Regions from separate parts of the Mus musculus genome. Here regions 2 and 3 are each linked to region 1. The links are chromatin contacts, called in public HiChIP or PLAC-seq and promoter capture Hi-C maps. All regions are on one chromosome and are shown on one strand. Each heading gives the region's core, a stretch centred on a gene start, on an enhancer-like site or on the middle of the called end of the contact. The rest is flanking DNA. Distances are from core to core; before and after follow the strand shown. Region 1 holds the start of Cab39 (calcium binding protein 39). Region 2 holds the start of 2810459M11Rik (RIKEN cDNA 2810459M11 gene). Region 3 holds the start of Spata3 (spermatogenesis associated 3).

Region 1 (2,834 bases), core at 223-2,722:
GTGTGTGTGTGTGTACTTAAAAAGGGGGGCGGGGAGAGCCATTGAGTTGTAAAATAAATAAATAAATAAACAAACAAACTCACCTGAGAAAGGCTCAGGACTATACTTGAACCCCAAACACCCAGAGTAGTCACTGGCTGGTAATAGAGACTTTCTATCGGCTTGAGCCCATGTCTGAGTGATCTTCTCTATTGTTATGGATACTTCATACGTGTTATCTTCTCTATCTCCCTCATCTTTGTCTCAGCTTTCTTTGTGTGCATACAAACTACCCACGACTGAATCCAGAATCTACCATAATTATAGTATAGCCTGAGCTATACCCCCGAGCCCTACTATAGGGTGTCAGCAACCCCCGTCTACTGTATTTGTGGAATTCCTCCGGCCCTTCACTCTGATCTTCATATCGCAGTAACAGTGATTACGACTTTTTTTTTTTGAGACAGGGTTTCTCTGTGTAGCCTTGGCTGTCCTGGAACTCACTGTGTAGACCAGGCTGGCCTCAAACTCAGAAATTCGCCTGCCTCTGATCACGACCTTTTTAAAACGCCAAAGCCTGGCCCTTTCCTGCTCCAAATCCTATGGATAGCTTGCTTCTCTCAAGTATTGAAGTTCTCACAGGAGGCTCACATCGCCTTGCTTCCTTCAGGAAACCACTTCCTTAGCACACTGTAGCTGTCCAAAATCCTGTCCCATTGTTAAGCATATAGCAAAGGAGCACACATGTAGCATTTTTGAGTTCCAGACTCTGTCATTAGATCTCTGTAATGCATTATTTTATTCCTCTGGGTGTGTGTTCATGGCACTTGTTTCTCTCTCTCTCTCTCTCTCTCTCTCTCTCTCTCTCTCTCTCTCTCTCTCTCTCTCTCTCTCTCTCTCTCTCTCTCTCTCTCTCTCTCTCTCTCTCTCTTTCTTTCTTTCTTTCTTCATGGAACTTGCTTCCCTATCTATCTATAGGCAGAGTTTTTCACACAGCCCGGGCTGACCTAAACCTGTGAAGTCTAGGATGACCTTGAACTCCTAATTCTCTTGAGTTCACCTCCCAGTGTTGGGATTACAGGCATGCACCACTAAAATCCACTTTGGAAAAAGTAGGATATGTACCCTTGTTGGATCTTGTTTCTTTGGAATATTTCATCACTTTTTTTCCCCTGTCAGGAGATGCCAAAGTGAAGTTACAGGTTCTGCCCAAGCATGAAAGAACCCATTTGAACAGTTTTGAGCCCTCCGCAGATGTAAAGTTTTAAGACTTGAGGAAGTGGACTGTGTTCCTCCAGGAACTAGCAAGTAAGGGGCGCATAGACGACGACTCCAGCTCCCCTTCTGCTTTTTCTCAGTGCCCCCAGCTCTTCAACTTGCCGGCGACTCAGGCGTCCCGAGTCCGCCCGGCCGTCCGGGGGCGCCCGAGTACGCAGAGGGCGTTGCGGCGCCGCCCGACGTCCCGCCTTCGGCGGCTGCGCAGTGCGCACGTCAAAGCCGGGCTCAGGCCGGAGCTGGGCGCGGGGCGCCAGGAGCCGCGCGGCCTGAGAGAGTCTGGGGCTTCAGTAGCCGCGCGAAGGCTGAGACAACCTCAGAGGCGAAGGCAGTGCGGGACCTCACGGCCACAGCCGCAGCCCTACCGAGCGCAGCACCGCGGCGGCCACAGCAGGAACCCCTGGGCCACCGTCCGCCCGCGCAGCCGCCGCCGCCGCCGCGGGAGCCCGTCGCCCGGAGCAGCTGCGGGCGGAGGACAACGGAGGGCCGGAGCGTCCGAGCCGCGCCGCGGGGACCGAGCGAGCAGCCCGAGGCGGCGGCGGCCGAGGACGGGGACGGAGACGAAGCAGAGAGGGAGCTCCCTGGCCCGGCCCAGCCCGGTGAGTGATCCCCCGGCCCGGCCCTGCTCGCGACGCGGACGCCCGCCGGCTTCCGCCCGACCCGCCTCCATTTTCCCGGGTGGCGGCGGCGGGAGCGGCCCGGAGCAGCCGGAGCTCCGGGCGCCGCCCTTGTCCTCGCCCGTACTAGGCTCCGGGGGCCTGCCGGCCGGGGCTACAACTAACCGGGGTAGAGCTGGCCCGGCCAGCTGTCACTCCCGCCGCTCCGGGGACTCCGAGCACCTAGCCCTGGGCTCCGCGTAGCCTCACTGTTAGCGGGACGCTGACACTATCTTTGTAGGGGACCTTTCAGGAAAATGCCTAACTGATTTCTGGCTAGGAATTGTGCGTTCGGCGCGTTCCCGGGTTCGGTTGGAGCAATCCAAAACGCCGACTGCGTGCCGGTGCCGGAGCGACTCCGAGGTGAACCCGGCCGGGAGGTGCCCTCCCCTGGGGAGCTTTAACGCGGTGATGTGAGAGATAAGACGAGTACACAAATAGCTAAGATACCAGGCAGGAGGGGGATAGATAAGTTCCGTTTAGGAACTACCAATTGCTAGAAAGGTGCTCCGGGGTGACTGGACCTGTCGATCGTTTCCGCCTTCCCACGAACCTGGGAGGCTTCCTGGGCGAGGCGGTGCTAAACCGGGTCTAGAAGACTCGATTGGATTCGGGAGAAGGGGGTTGCAGTGGAGAAGGGCGTGGAGGGGCAACAAAGCTGGAGGACAAAGGTACAAAGAGCATGCGAATGTTGCCAATTCCATCACCGGGTGCCGTGATAGGTGGGGTAGACTAAAGAGGCATTTGGAGTCAGATCTTTGAATGCTGTAGAGGAGCTGTTTGAACGACCTTCCACGGAAAACTTAGAACTCATTTTTCAGTGACTCATGAGGCCGGAAATGTATGCTAGGGCATATTAAAGGCGCTCTTGAGAAAGACAGGCGAGCAGAGAAGGCCACAGTCAGGACTTAGCATTGTTTCCTA
Region 2 (2,834 bases), core at 93-2,592, 250 kb after region 1:
CAGCATCCCATGTCCACTTCTAGATCAGTGGCTCTCAACCTTCCTAACTCTGCAAGCCTTTAATACAGGGCCTCAAGTTGTGGTGACTCCCAACCAAAAAGTTAGTCTCATTGCTACTCCATAGCTATCACTCTGCTAGTATTGTGCATCATAATGTAACTGGCTTTTCTGAAGGGGTCACAAGGGACGGGTTGCTCTAGACTTGTTCTAGATTCTGGCCCATGGGGAACAACAGCCTCACATGACATCAGGTGGTACCCAAATGCAACAAGTGTTTGTGGAAAGGATGATCTTGATCCATTTGGAGGAAGTATTGGAGGCTGAAGAGAAGTGGTAGAGGAGGTCCCCTGGGTGATGGTTAATTCTAATTATCAAGGAAACACAACCCAGAATCACCTGGGGAGAGAGTCTCAAAAGGGGACAGTCTAGGTCAGCTTGCCCCGTGAGCAGGTCTGGGAATGGCCAGGATTATCTTGATCACCTTAACTGATGAGGGAAGACCCAGCCTGAAGGGTGTGACACCCTTCATTGGTGTGATTGTACAAAAATATTCCTATCTCTTCACTCATGGGTGTGGGTGTGTTGTGGCCAGCTGTCTGGAAGCTCCTGCCTCTGTGACTTCCCTGCAGTGATGGCTACAACCAGGAACTGTGAGCTAAAATAAGCCCTTTCTTCTCTTCCCTAAACTGTTTGGTGTTAAGGTATTTTTATCACAGCGACAGAGTTGAAGCTAGGATGTTATGCTTCCCATCTCTCTCCCGTTCTCACTCACTCTTCTGCTCCAACTGGGCTCCAAAGCTTACACCACTGGAAAAGCAGGCCCTGACGCCAAACCCTGTAGGACTACTCCGAAATAGCTCCAGAAGTTAGAAATGGTGGTACAGACTGTAATCCTAAACTGAAGCTAAAGGGTCTCCAGATTCTAGGCTAGGATGGTGAGATCGTGTCTCAGGAGAAAGAAAGAAAAAAAAAATCTGAGAGATGGTTTACCGATTAAGAGCACTGACTGCTTTTGCAGAGGACCTGGATTGGGTTCCCAGTACCCATGTAGTTGATTATAAACATTCACAACTCCAGATCCAGGAGATCAGACGCTGGTACTAGTGCAGATGCATTTAAGCAAAATATCCATACACATAAAACAAATAAAACGCATAAACAAACAAAACCATCTTACCCTAAGAGGGTACATTAGTCAGGTTAATAATGTCCACTCATCCTCAGTCCCCCACAAGAGCCTGTACTTTCTAGATGTCCTAAATGCTTAGTAGTCCTAAACTACTGAGTGTGTTACTGGGTATCTAAATGAACGAATGAGTGAATGATAAATTCAGTGCGGCGGGACAGGAGTGCGCAGGGGGTCTGGGCGGCTCGGCCCTCGGGGGCGTGTCGGCCGAGGCAGCGGCGGAGCTCCCAGCTCGGCGCAGGAGGCGGCGGCCAGCATGGAGAGCGAGCTGGAGGCGCTGGCCCCGCGGCCCGCGAGCCCGGCGGAGCCACCCTTCCAGGCGTTGGTGGAGGCGGCGGGTGGCCGCGGGCAGGTGCTGCTGGTGGGCGAGCTGTGGGAGCGCGAGCAGAGCCGCGCGCTGCTGAGGGACTTCGCCGGTGCCGTGTTCCCGCCGGAGTCCGCGCCGGGCAAGCCGGGCTGCGCAGAGGCCGAGAGCGCGGGCACCGCGGCGGCCACCGAGTCGCACGGGGCTCCGGGGGCGAAGGCGGAGCGAGCCATTCGCTCGCCGCTCGTTTTCGTGCTGTGCCGCGTCGGATCGCTGACCTCCCGGGAGTCGCGGCGCCGCCTGCGGGAGATGCTGCGGGACGTGCGCGACCGGAGGTGTGAGGGCGCCGCGCTGGTCGGAGTGCTGGTGGCCGACACGGGTGCGGATGACGCGAGGGCGCCCGAACTGCAGCTGCTCGAGACGCTGCTGCGCACGGTGTTCGGCCGCCAGGTCGGGGGCCCGGTGCAAGCAGCAGCCTTTCGTCCCGGCTGTCCCGCCTCCAGCCTGGCGGTCCAGGAGGCGGCCTGCAGAGCCCTGCAAGCTGCGGGGCCGGGACGACCAGGTGAGGCTGCGTGTGGGGTCAGGCTGGGCACTGGGGAAGGCGTCCCTTTAGACCGGTTGAACCCGTTTAGGCCACCCAACTCTGTTGAGGTAAACTGAGGCCCGGTGCTGGGAGGTCCCCAGCACAAGGCTTCTCAGCCTAAGGTGGACATGCTCTGGACATGGAATTGAGTCTGTCTGGCCAGATCCTGACTGCACATGAGATCGGGGGTGGGGTATCTGAGGGTACAACTGGTGGGAAGTGGGTAAGAAGTAGAGTTGAACTGCTCTAAACAACAACAATGTAGGAGTTGGAAACTGGGATAGAAGATGCAAAAATTTGGGTGGTGTGCGTGGGAAGAACTGAGTCTGGGGGGCGGGGTGACTGTAGCTTTAGGACAAGTTTGTCCTGGTAGGATTGTCCTCAGAGCTTTAGGAGAGGGGGAGCTATACAGGAGGCTCGGTGTGGAAGGGAGGAAGGCAATCGAAGTTCCTGGCAAAAACACAGAATAGGTGCCAGGGACGTATCCGGAAGGGTGTGAGGGACCGAGACCGTGACGACCTCAGTTATTCCTGGTAGCCACCGATCGCTGGCTGCTTCCGCCAGGTTTTCCTTCCACGCTCTATTCTAAAGTGTAGAGATGGTGTGAGCGCTTTTAGTCGGAGACTGCTCCGTCATGGGATCAGACGTCCCAAGGCAGCGTGTTTTGCTGCAAAGTACTGGGATTAAAAAGAAGGTCCTAAGTGGAGCCCTGACAAACGCTAGGAAAGCTTTCCACCGCTCAACTCACTTCCGTTTGACCT
Region 3 (2,834 bases), core at 86-2,585, 230 kb after region 1:
TTCAAATGGCCCATAGATCTTTGACCTCAGAAACTGCCAGCTTCTTGTAGATTCACCTACCCACTGAACCGCCTTGCTCCAAACCAACCAGACACAGCCTGAGCCATACTGATCTAAGCTGCACTCCCAACCCATATCTTTCTCTAATCTTCTCATGCAAGAAACTTAATTTTTTTCCAATTCTTTAATTTCAAAGTCTGTATAATCTGACTCCCCATTGCCTACTGGGGTCATAAAGAAAAATAACCCTTTAGAACTTAATCTTGAGTGTGTCACCAATCAACTAGAAATGGGGATTTAGTTTGGGAGGTACTTATATAACTGAATTTCTCTGAACATCAATATCCTTTTTGGGATAATAATAATAGTGATGACAATAATGTAATAATAATAATAATAGTCAGCAAAGTCTTTGCTGGCTCTAGAAGCCTGAAAATAGATTCTCTCACTTCACTGTTGACATCTGGTCTAGCCTTTGTGTGTAGCTTGTCTAGGACCTTTCTGGCTCACTCGCTCTCCCTCCACCCTCCTTACTGCATCCTCACCCCTTCCCCAGCTTCTGGTGTCTGAGTAGGGCAGGTGTACTTTACCCACGCAGCTTACCTACTTCATGGAGGAAGTTCTTTCTGGGAACGCACTTTTCTATTGTGATGTGTGACAGGCTATCTTTTCAAAACACTTTTCACTCTTCCACCCTAAAATGGAAGTTAAATTGTTAAGAGATTCATAGTTTGTTTGACCTAACCAGTGTTTTGGGAGGTAATACCAATGAAATGAATTTGAGAAATTTTTCGTTTTCTGAGAACTGGCTTAAGGTAGAATTGGCCAAATTCGAGGATTCTTATAAAAGTTTAGACATACACACACACTCATACAAGCAAGCACTCGTGTTCACATATATTCAGAGATGACAGAAGGCAGTGGGTTGTGGGAGGTAAAATGCTAAAAAAGGAAGTCAAATCTTCAGGAAAGTTCCCTAAATGTTAACCATAATGTTTGTGTTTGGGGATAGACACGTAGAAACCAGCAACGGAGCTGAGAATCCTTCCTATTCAGGATGTCTTCGAATAAAAAGTAGCTCTCACGGACCCTGGAACGTGCAGCCGAAAGGTGCCTGAGGCTCTGGTCACATAATCATGGATCCAGTTCTCTTAGGCCCAAAGACTGTCTTAATTAGACCATGGAGGAACAAGGCAGCTGCTGCCTCCTGCCGGTTCAAGCAGGAAGCCCTGGGAGAGGAAACCGGTGCCAGAGCCCTAGCCACAGGGGCCAGCCTGGCTTTTGTGACCTCACAGGAGGTATGGGTGACTCTTGTCTGTGGGACCTTGCTGTGGTCAAAGATCAGAGACATACCCACAGGGGAGACTGCCTACCTAGGGAGGGAGCCAGGAAATTCACAGCTCCATGTAGCTCCACGGTGTTACTCTAGAAGGATCACCATGAAGAAGGTCAAAAAGAAAAAGTCTGATTCCAGGCGCCGCAGGAATTCCATTTCACCGCAGACTAGCTCCGATTCCTCACAGCAGCCCAGCTCAGAAACCCCGCCGTCATGTCCAGAGCCCGCCTCGCCACCATCTAAGCCACAGCCTTGCCAGGAGTCCACCACACCACACCAAGTTAACCCTGAGCCTAAACCGCAACAGCATACACCACAGCCTCTCCCGCCTCCAGAGAAACCTGCCTCATCTCCGTTCCTGGTACCCATGGAACCTAAACCAATTCTTCCAAGCAGGAAAGCAGGTGGGCGGACTTCCTGCTTTAAGGCAGTTCTAGCCTTCTTGCTGATAGAGTCCCAGAGCTACCAGAGGTGGGCTCCAGTCTGGTGGTGGTGGTGTATAGTCAGCATGCTGCCCGGGGCTAAGTTTATAAGCTGTGGAGGGGATGATTTTTTTCCCCCTTAGGTTTTTCAAGACAGGGTTTCTCTGTGTAGCCCTAGCTGCCCTGGAAATCACTTTGTAGACCAGGCTGGCCTCGAACTCAGAAATCCGCCTGCCTCTGTCTTCCAAGTCCTGGGATTAAAGGCATGTGCCACCACGCCCGGCCAAGAGGATGATTTTTATGAGAGAGTAGAATCCCTAGGCTATGTCCTTCTGTAGCATCTCAGGTCTCGCTGCAAACAGCCATGGATACATACTAACATTTACGGCTCCATGGGGGGAGACCCTCTCATTAGGAGTCAGTTAGTATCCATTCAGAAATTAAAAGCAAATATAGACTAAAAGAAAGGAAGCAGTGATATGCCTTCTGGCTACCTTTTATTGGTTATTCGAGAGGCCAGACCACTCCAAAGAAGATAGTACAGGGTGATGGAGGTAGATGACTATGGTACAGCCTTTGAGAGAATTGGGGGTTTCTGTTTGTCAGATGGAAGATAGGAGTTTTGTTTTGTCTTTCCATGTTACCCTAAGAGATCTGACCTTGGACTACAGAGAGGATGGCTAGATCAAAATATAGGACTCCTGACTAACTCCTAACTTCAGATAAGCCACAAATAATGTTATAATCCTTAGTATCTGTTCCAAATAGGCATCCTATATTTCTGCTTGTCATCCCTTCCCACAGAAGATACTAGAAAAGGGTCTGCGCAATGTATAAAGCAAACCAAAAATGTAAAAACAGTATTTTGTAGCCATCATTTTAATTTAGTTTAGCTCTGCCTAATATTAAATGGCTGGCCAGCTGTCAAAAAGAAGTCTCCATCTTCTTGGATAGCCAATGAGAGACAAAACTTTGGACAGTATCAAGGGGACTCAAGTGGAGTTGGAAAGCTGGGATGCTCCAGACCACTGAGGATAATGAAGATAGACAAGTGACCATTGACTGTTCCTTCCATG

What was found. HiChIP or PLAC-seq counts read pairs in DNA pulled down with a chosen protein or histone mark. Capture Hi-C pulls out chosen DNA fragments and counts their contacts.
Region 2: an HNF4G HiChIP or PLAC-seq map of pancreatic cancer cells shows a contact between it and region 1. The contact joins the promoter of 2810459M11Rik here to the promoter of Cab39 in region 1. A contact is called at or near these places in 6 of 39 promoter capture datasets (HPC-7-derived erythroid cells, cranial neural crest, fetal liver and 3 more), 3 of 484 Hi-C or Micro-C datasets (pro-B cells, rod photoreceptor and stem cell-derived neurons), 7 of 115 datasets of contacts at active chromatin or transcription factors (the SCID.adh cell line, astrocytes, bone marrow-derived macrophages and 4 more) and 3 of 9 other capture datasets (adipose tissue, liver and pancreatic islet).
Region 3: a promoter capture Hi-C map of liver shows a contact between it and region 1. The contact joins the promoter of Spata3 here to the promoter of Cab39 in region 1. A contact is called at or near these places in 3 of 484 Hi-C or Micro-C datasets (all in embryonic stem cells), 8 of 115 datasets of contacts at active chromatin or transcription factors (astrocytes, craniofacial prominence, embryonic stem cells and 2 more) and 4 of 9 other capture datasets (adipose tissue, embryonic stem cells, liver and 1 more).

Annotation. Positions count from the first base shown.
Region 1 is chr1:85,791,969-85,794,802 of GRCm38.p6, forward strand. Cab39 (calcium binding protein 39) reads left to right here and starts at 1,473. Exons shown (of 9, transcript NM_133781.5): 1 at 1,473-1,853.
Region 2 is chr1:86,044,521-86,047,354 of GRCm38.p6, forward strand. 2810459M11Rik (RIKEN cDNA 2810459M11 gene) reads left to right here and starts at 1,343. Exons shown (of 3, transcript NM_001144993.1): 1 at 1,343-2,052. The coding sequence starts at 1,443.
Region 3 is chr1:86,020,610-86,023,443 of GRCm38.p6, forward strand. Spata3 (spermatogenesis associated 3) reads left to right here and starts at 1,336. Exons shown (of 4, transcript NM_001122732.2): 1 at 1,336-1,740. The coding sequence starts at 1,440.